2 separate regions of the Rattus norvegicus genome follow, and region 2 is linked to region 1. The links are chromatin contacts, called in public Hi-C maps. All regions are on one chromosome and are shown on one strand. Each heading gives the region's core, a stretch centred on a gene start, on an enhancer-like site or on the middle of the called end of the contact. The rest is flanking DNA. Distances are from core to core; before and after follow the strand shown.

Region 1 (3,621 bases), core at 779-3,278:
ACCTGTTCAGCACCAGGCCTTTGTTACGGTGTTGCCATGAGCATCTCTGTCCCTCTGCCACACCCTACCCCCATCACCAAGACAATCTCTTCCAGACTCACGATGCCTCACCGATGGCACAGCCTAGTGCATGCCTGAGGCCCAGCTGGGACGAGTCTATAACAGAGCTCTGATACCTGCCACAGTGAGGTAGCATCCAGAACATGGCAGCTTTGCTGTTACTATAATAAAACGCCTGAAGCAGTTACCTTATAAAAATAAAATGCTTCCCTTGGCTTATTGTCCTAGAAGGTCCAGCCCAAGACTGGAAAGATCTACTTCTTTGGGCTTCTGGTGGGGGTGTGAGATGTCAAAGACAGGGAGCATAGGCAGAAAAAAGTATTTACCCCCAGGGGCAGGGGGATAGAAAGAGGCTGTCCAAAATTCCCTTCAAGGACTAATTCCCAGCACCCTAAACCCCTCCTACCAGGTCCCACTTCCTAATGGTTCCACTGCTAACTGTGCCACCCTGGAGCAGGCGCACGCCTTTACCTCGGACCTTTGGGTGAGTCATTTCCAAAGCAGTGTCCCGTGTCCCAGGTTTGGGAAAGTATTAAAACGCTAAGCTGGCATCCGTAAGACCGTCCCACTACACTTCCCTAAAAGCTCAGGCTGCTTGTCTCTTCCTGCCTTTGGTGAAACTGAGAAATCGAATCAAGGCTCTTTGTACATGAGCCCTCCCAGTCATACCATGAACCTATGTCTATCATAACAAAAGGAATATTGGCCCTTAATACTCGAATGAAAATGTGCCTTGAAGACATTTCTTCTCAATGAGACTGGCTGACTGGAAGCTCACCCTTTCCTTATGAAGAAGATATCCAAGCGGGTCTTGAGCATGGCTATACCCCTAATCACCTTGGAACTCCTACAAGTTCAGCCTGTTGTAGCCATGTACAGATGCCTCTCTGAGCTGCTACAACCAACAAAACGTCTCCCCAGCCATGAATGGAAACCTGCCAAAGTCTCCCGGGTTGACAATTTCTGAAGGACTCAAGGATGCTCCAGAGGACAAGCTTGACTTTCTGCTTATGTCTGTGAACTGCTCTAAGGAGCCACCCCTCCCGACCCCCCCACCCATGAAACCCTCAGATTAGCCAGAGCGTAAGTGAAGGGGAGGAGAGGCACGGGACAGACTCGTTTATGTGCTATGGCTTTGAAAGATATGCAGCTTTCCCCTTTAAGCAGAGGTCTCCGACCTAACACAGGAGCATAGCCGTTCTATCTTGTGAACATGTAACCCAACCATAAAGCATCTCCTGGTGGAAAACATTGGGGTCATCACCAACACGTGGTTATATTTAATAAATGTAAAGAATAAGGCCAGAGGGAATGACGACCGCTGCAGAACATCTCAAGCGCGCCAGGAATGCACAGCTCCCGGGAAGTGCCCGGGAGAGCAGTGTTGGAGTGTGATATGTTCCACTACCCTGTGGACGTGAGCAGAATCTGGGCTTTGACAGGACACCTTTCTCCTTGCGACCCTCCAGCTTCACCATTCCTAAGGAGGCGGCAGGTGCCCCAGGAGACCACTAGGTGTCGCTGTGAACCTGGGAGAGCCAGGCCTTCCTCTGAGAAGGGCAGGCATGGCTAGGTCTGTTTTCAATCAACACGTTGTCGGTTTTTCTCCCCGAGGCCCCAGGGGTGTGCTAGGAATTTTTATTTCTTAAGAAATCCTGTGTGATTCAGTTGCCCTTTGTCGGTCCTGCTTGAGAGAATGAAATCATCCTTGCTTCTGGCAGCCCCACTCCAGGCATGGGACTTCCCAGCAGGAGAGCCACCAGCTATAGCCCCTACCTCAGGTCTCTCTTCTTGTCCCCATTTTTCTTCCTCTTTCTTCCCCTTTTATTTCTATCTCCTGTCAGTGACACTATGACCTATTCCCTATCAAAGTCCCCATCCTGGAGGCCTCCTTTAACCCTCAGGATGTTCAAGACACCCAGAGCAGAGTGTTCTCTTCGCATCTGACTCAACCCCAACCCTGCCCTTTGAAATCTTCTGCCACAGGACCGGCTATGAAGCCTTTGGCGGCACTAAGGTTCTGAACCTTCCTACCACTGTAGTGTTGTGCTGACTCCCAGCCAGGTTAAGAACCATTGCTAGCTCTTTCCGAGCTTCTGTTCTCTGCTAGGTAGTGCCTTCAAGGGCACACACCAAGCAGAAAGATTGATCCGAAAGCTTTCAGGTAACCCAGCATGTAGCAGACATAGGTGGAAAGTGCTTTGAATTACCACAGGGACATTCATATAAACATGGTGACAGCCATGACAGAATTTGGGACCTTCATTCTCTTGAATCTGCAGAAAGATGTCATTAAAAGAACAGAATCCAGGAGTGTCCTTAGAGATGCCCACACTGTGACTTACTACAACCTCCTTTACTGTGTCACAGTACTGATTAATTTGCGAAAAGACCAGCTTGGGGGGTGCTGCTTTGGTCAATAGCTATAGTTTGCTTGGCAGAGGGCCATGCTAACTGTCCTGGAGCCTTCCTGGAAAAGACCACTTGTGGGTAGCCGGCTGCTGTCTCCCCTCCAGGTTTGGGCAGCATCTCCTGGTTTCCAATAACCAAATTTCTGCTGTGGTTTGGGGGAGATGGCAACAAGCCAGGTTCTGACCTTGGGTGTCTGAGGCTGCCTCTGAAAGTGTTGAGACCACAGGCCCTGGAAGCTCCTGCACAAAATTGGAGAGTGACCAACCTGGAAAGACTTTCCCAGAAGCAGATCTGGATCAGACAGGTGAAGGAAAGGAGCAAAAGAGGGGCAGTGCCTCTGCTGGCAGACATAAGTAACTGTTTCCCTTCAGCCTAGGAGAGAAAGTCTCCTGGCTCTCCTCTGCCTTGAGAGGCGCCTGAGTCAAGAAGAACCTGCGTTTGCTGAGTTGCATGTATGCCATGTGGTCCTCTCATCTTGGGTGCCACTATGATGTATAAGTATGTGGGAGAGCTAAGGAGAAGCAGACGGATTTGTGCACTGTGAAAAAAGAGGAACTGGAGACACTCGAGGATGTGAGGAACAGGCTGATATAAGAGGCCTGTGCTCCCATCTGAGGCCACGGTGATGTCCATGCCGGTGCTGCTGCTGAGTGCCATGTCTGAGCCTGTGGTCATGCCCCAGTGGAGGTTTGAGTCAATGTTTGTGGCCCATGTTACCACCAAAGACCATGCAGATGTCCCTGGTCTGGGCTGCTGCCTGGGGCCATGTTGATGTCCAAGGGCTGCCTCGAGCTGGCCCCGCCCCTCACCTGCTCGGGCACTCTGGGAGAGCATGCTGCACCTCTCCTGGGCAGCACAGTACAACGGGCTCTGGTGAGGAGTCAGGAGAGCCAGCTGTAAGGCGGTGAGAACAGGAGAGCTGGTCCCACCCTTTGCAGACACTTTTCCTTTTTACACCATCCAAAGCAAAGTCCTGGGTTGGGCAGGGCTGTGTGAGGCTCTTCAGTCAAAAGATTCATTTAGGGTCTGATCATCTAACACCTTCAGAACACAAATCAAAGGCCTTCACAGTTGAGCCTTCCCCATATAGGCAGAGGACACACCGCTCAGCTGACTTCCTGGCTCTTGGCTCCTAAGTATATTCTCCAA
Region 2 (3,621 bases), core at 643-3,142, 120 kb after region 1:
TAGCGAGGGTGGCAGATGGGGTGGACGAACTCATTTAAGTCAAAGATCATTAAGCAAGTTTAGGGATGTGTTTGAATGGAACATGCCCCCAGCTAGCTCCTGACAATGGTCCTAGTAGGACACAGGAGGTTACACAGCTAAGCCACACCCAGTACCACACATGCTTATATTTACCCAAGGTTCTGCCTGGTTCCTCTTCCCTTGGCAAGATCAGACCTCAGCTTCCTATAAAACCTCCCCAATTTCCAACATGAAGAGCAGATTCCGTTTTCTTGGTGACACATTTTCTGAACAATCTTAGCTCATGTCCACTTCCTCCGAGGAACTGGCCCAGCCACGAACGTCCACACCATTTTCACACTGGTCTAGTATCACTGTGCATGTGCCCAGCTTCCCTGAAGAGCTAAGCATGATACTTCTCCAACTGCAGCTCTGTAAAGACCGGGATGGATCTTCCTTGTCTCCCGGACCCTGGGCAATGGGTCCATCCATGAGAAACAATATTGTTTAAAAAGATGCGTCGGTGGAATAATGTCAGGTACCGTGCCTGGTTCATCTAAGATCTGAGAAATATTTCCCAAACCACAAGTATTTAAAGTGAGGTAATGCCTTATCCACTGGCACCTTAGGTAGCAATCCATCCAAAAAAACCGGAGAGTTATCTATGTTTGATATAAGCAGGCCCACTCCCACACACATCACAGCTGAAAACAAGCCTCTAGATGCTCCTTCATCACCCCATTTAAATGCAGGTTTTGAGGTTCATGGTGTGGAGTGCCAGGACGTTCCAGCCCCACCAGAATACAGCTCAGAAGCAAGCAATGCTTCGGTGTGGAGCAGACGAGCTCCTCGGACAGCAGAGGTAAGAATGGAAGGATGTTTTATAAATGGAAAAGTTATTGATTGTGGGGTAAGGGTGTCTATACAGTTTAGGGAATTCCTAGTAAGCAAACAATTTTAAAGAGATAGATAACAGGAGATGTTAAGGTCTCAGTTACCAGCCCCTAGGGTCAGAAGAGACTTCTCAAAGCTCCAGGAGTCCACGCTTCTGGCAGTCAAGTTTCCCGGGGGTGGGGGTTGGGGGTGGGGGATGCTAAGTCTTCTGGTCAACCTGCTCAGTGGAAGTGCTGGATCTGCGGGAAGGGCTTAGCATCAACTGAGAGTCCTGAGCTCGCTCAGACCGGTGTGCGCGGAGCAAAGTCTCTGCGGTGGCTCTACCAGCTGGGACACACAACGCACAGACCCCCTGGGAACCAGAGCCAAAATGACTGTGGAATTTTGCCTGCCAAGCTCGGGATGGGATGATCACTCCCCTCGCCCCCACTCACCTGATTCTTGGAGTTAAGTCCATTTCCCCTTTGCTTCTGCTTCCTGAAGGCATCTGCTAAGCGATCGGGTTCCAAGGCTCACCGAGAAATGAGACAGGGTGAAGCGGATGGTAGGTGGGAGGTGTACTCGCTAGAGCTCCCGCTCTGTCCTGAGAGATAAGGATGGAGGGGTGCGAACCAGCCGATTTCGTCCCCACTAAACCTCCGGGATCCTTCCAGGACGTCGCGCGGTGGGTGACTGGGACTTTGGGAGGAAGGGATTTGCAGCGAGCAAAACTTTCGGTCCTCCAGCGGCGACTGGGCGAAAGAACCTTTGCTTCTTTCCGGAGTTGCACCAGTCTCCGGGTTGCTGGCTGGACAGGGCGGCGGGGTGCAGCATCCTTGCGAGGTGACCCTGCCCCACTGAACCAGCCGCGCACTCAGGCTCTGCTCTCAGCCTGCTGGACTCCGCGCTCTCCCCGGCCCCGCGCACTCTGCGCCTCTCTGGCGCCCCCAGCGGCCTCACGCAGCACAGCAGGGCCCCGCAGGGCCGAGCGCGCCCCGCCTCCCGCCTCTTCTGCCGCCCTCCTCCCCCTCTCAGAACACTCAATGTCGGAACGTTCCGAAGATGACGTCGGAGCGTTCTCGAATCCCGTGTCTCTCGGCTGCTGCTGCCGAAGGAACAGGGAAAAAGCAACAAGAAGGAACAGCAATGGCGACACTGCACCGCAAAGTGCCCAGTCCGGAGGCGTTTCTGGGCAAACCCTGGTCCTCCTGGATCGACGCCGCCAAATTACACTGCTCCGACAGTAAGAACCCCACCGCCTGTTCCTCCTTTTATTATCCTGTAACCTTTCCATTCACCTAGAGCCACTGGGAAAAAGTGTGTGTGTGAGAGAGAGTGGCCCCCGGCGTCCTCCATGCTTCTCTCTCTCTCTCTAAATAAATACACACAGACACAGACCATCAGAGCACAGAGAGGCCCGGTTGCCAGCAAGGCTGTCTGTCTGTCTGTGCCTGGCTCTCCGGGGCAAGCAGCCCGCGGGGTGGGCTTTCGCAGCCCCACGGTGGTGTCTGTTTAAAAGGCGACTCTGTTGCTGCTTGCATAGTTTTTTTTTCTTTTTTTCTTTTTTTGGGGGTACCTATCTGGGCCAGGTAGATGAAAACCCAGACTCGGGAGAAAATGTTGCATTGTCAAATTTTGCAAGATTTTCAGATACAGTATTTAGATCGATCTGTTTGTCAATAAACACTCTCCCTCCCCCCCTTGACTTTGGCATTCCCCCCCTTTTTTCCTCATTTTCTTTTTTCCTTTTCTTTTTCATCTGCAGATGTAGATTTAGAAGAGGCTGGAAAAGAGGGTGGCAAAAGCAGGGAGGTTATGAGGCTTAATAAAGAAGGTAAGTGGAGCTCTTGGTATGTTAGTGTTAGCTTGTGTGGCACAGTCTTCACAGGCTTTGGAATAGAATGTGAATTGTTCTGCTGGGTACAGAGTGACTAAGGCTTGTCAAAAATCGAGCACGCCCAGGTGACTACTGCTTCACTGTTAACTTCCTTCCAAGTATAAATACAACTGGGGGGGTCTTTCAGTCTGGGGGAGGCTGTGGAAGGCAGAAGTTTACTGCACTCCGCTGGAGTCCACATCTAAACCTCCTGATGGTGTCTGCCATTCTTGGAGCACCATGGGCCAATGGTGGTGGTGGGGTTTGGAACCCCCGAGTGAGGCATGGGGCTCCCCTTCACAAGCATTCCAGCCTCCCTCATATGTAAATTCACAAGTTTTAATGAACCCCACATGGCCGGTCATTCCAGCAGCTACTTCTCCACTCTCACTGAAAAAAAACCATTGCACATGGCAAGCCTTGGCTGCAAGTAACATTTTGTTTCTGGTCACAGACTGTAGACAGTGGCCTGGGTTAGGGGTATCAACATGTGCAGATCTTTAGCCTGTGCTCCAAAGCCCCCATCTGTGTTTCCCAGCATGAAAATATGATACCTGAAAGGGGACACATTGAATGGACGATGATCCCAGATCTGGGCATGAGTGAAGCCTTAATGCCAGGCCTGGGCATCACCGTACAGCTTTGGTTGTTGTAAGTCAGTGATCCTTGGTTGCAAGGCCACCATTTGTCACTCTGGCCTCTGACTTCCAATGGAGCCACTCTGGAGGCCACTTTTTGCTTAAAGAAAGGATGGGTTCATTTGAATCATGATGCACTATCTGGAGTCTTGTATGCAGAACTGGCCCAACGAAATTGGTGTTGGGAGGGAGGCACAGAGGGGCAGAAGGAAGTGATGGGACGTGTCAGGAAAG

Evidence for each region. Hi-C and Micro-C count contacts between places; a contact is called where the count stands out from the background.
Region 2: a Hi-C map of mammary epithelial cells shows a contact between it and region 1, with 2.8 times the contacts expected there. The contact joins the promoter of Atxn7l1 here to the enhancer-like site in region 1. A contact is called at or near these places in 5 of 12 Hi-C or Micro-C datasets (the Rat2 cell line, frontal cortex, kidney and 2 more).

What each region holds. Positions count from the first base shown.
Region 1 is chr6:55,360,408-55,364,028 of GRCr8, forward strand. No RefSeq gene overlaps it. Among named protein-coding and RNA genes, the nearest start is that of Cdhr3, 67 kb to the right of the region's middle. Within about 2 kb of position 2,029, at least 12 of the 93 cell types and tissues checked have an H3K27ac peak or open chromatin away from gene starts, as enhancers often do.
Region 2 is chr6:55,485,427-55,489,047 of GRCr8, forward strand. It overlaps Atxn7l1 (ataxin 7-like 1), which reads left to right and starts at 1,893. Exons shown (of 11, transcript NM_001427851.1): 1 at 1,893-2,116; 2 at 2,639-2,707. The coding sequence starts at 1,936. LOC102547703 reads right to left here and starts at 1,840. Exons shown (of 4, transcript XR_010052628.1): 1 at 1,329-1,840.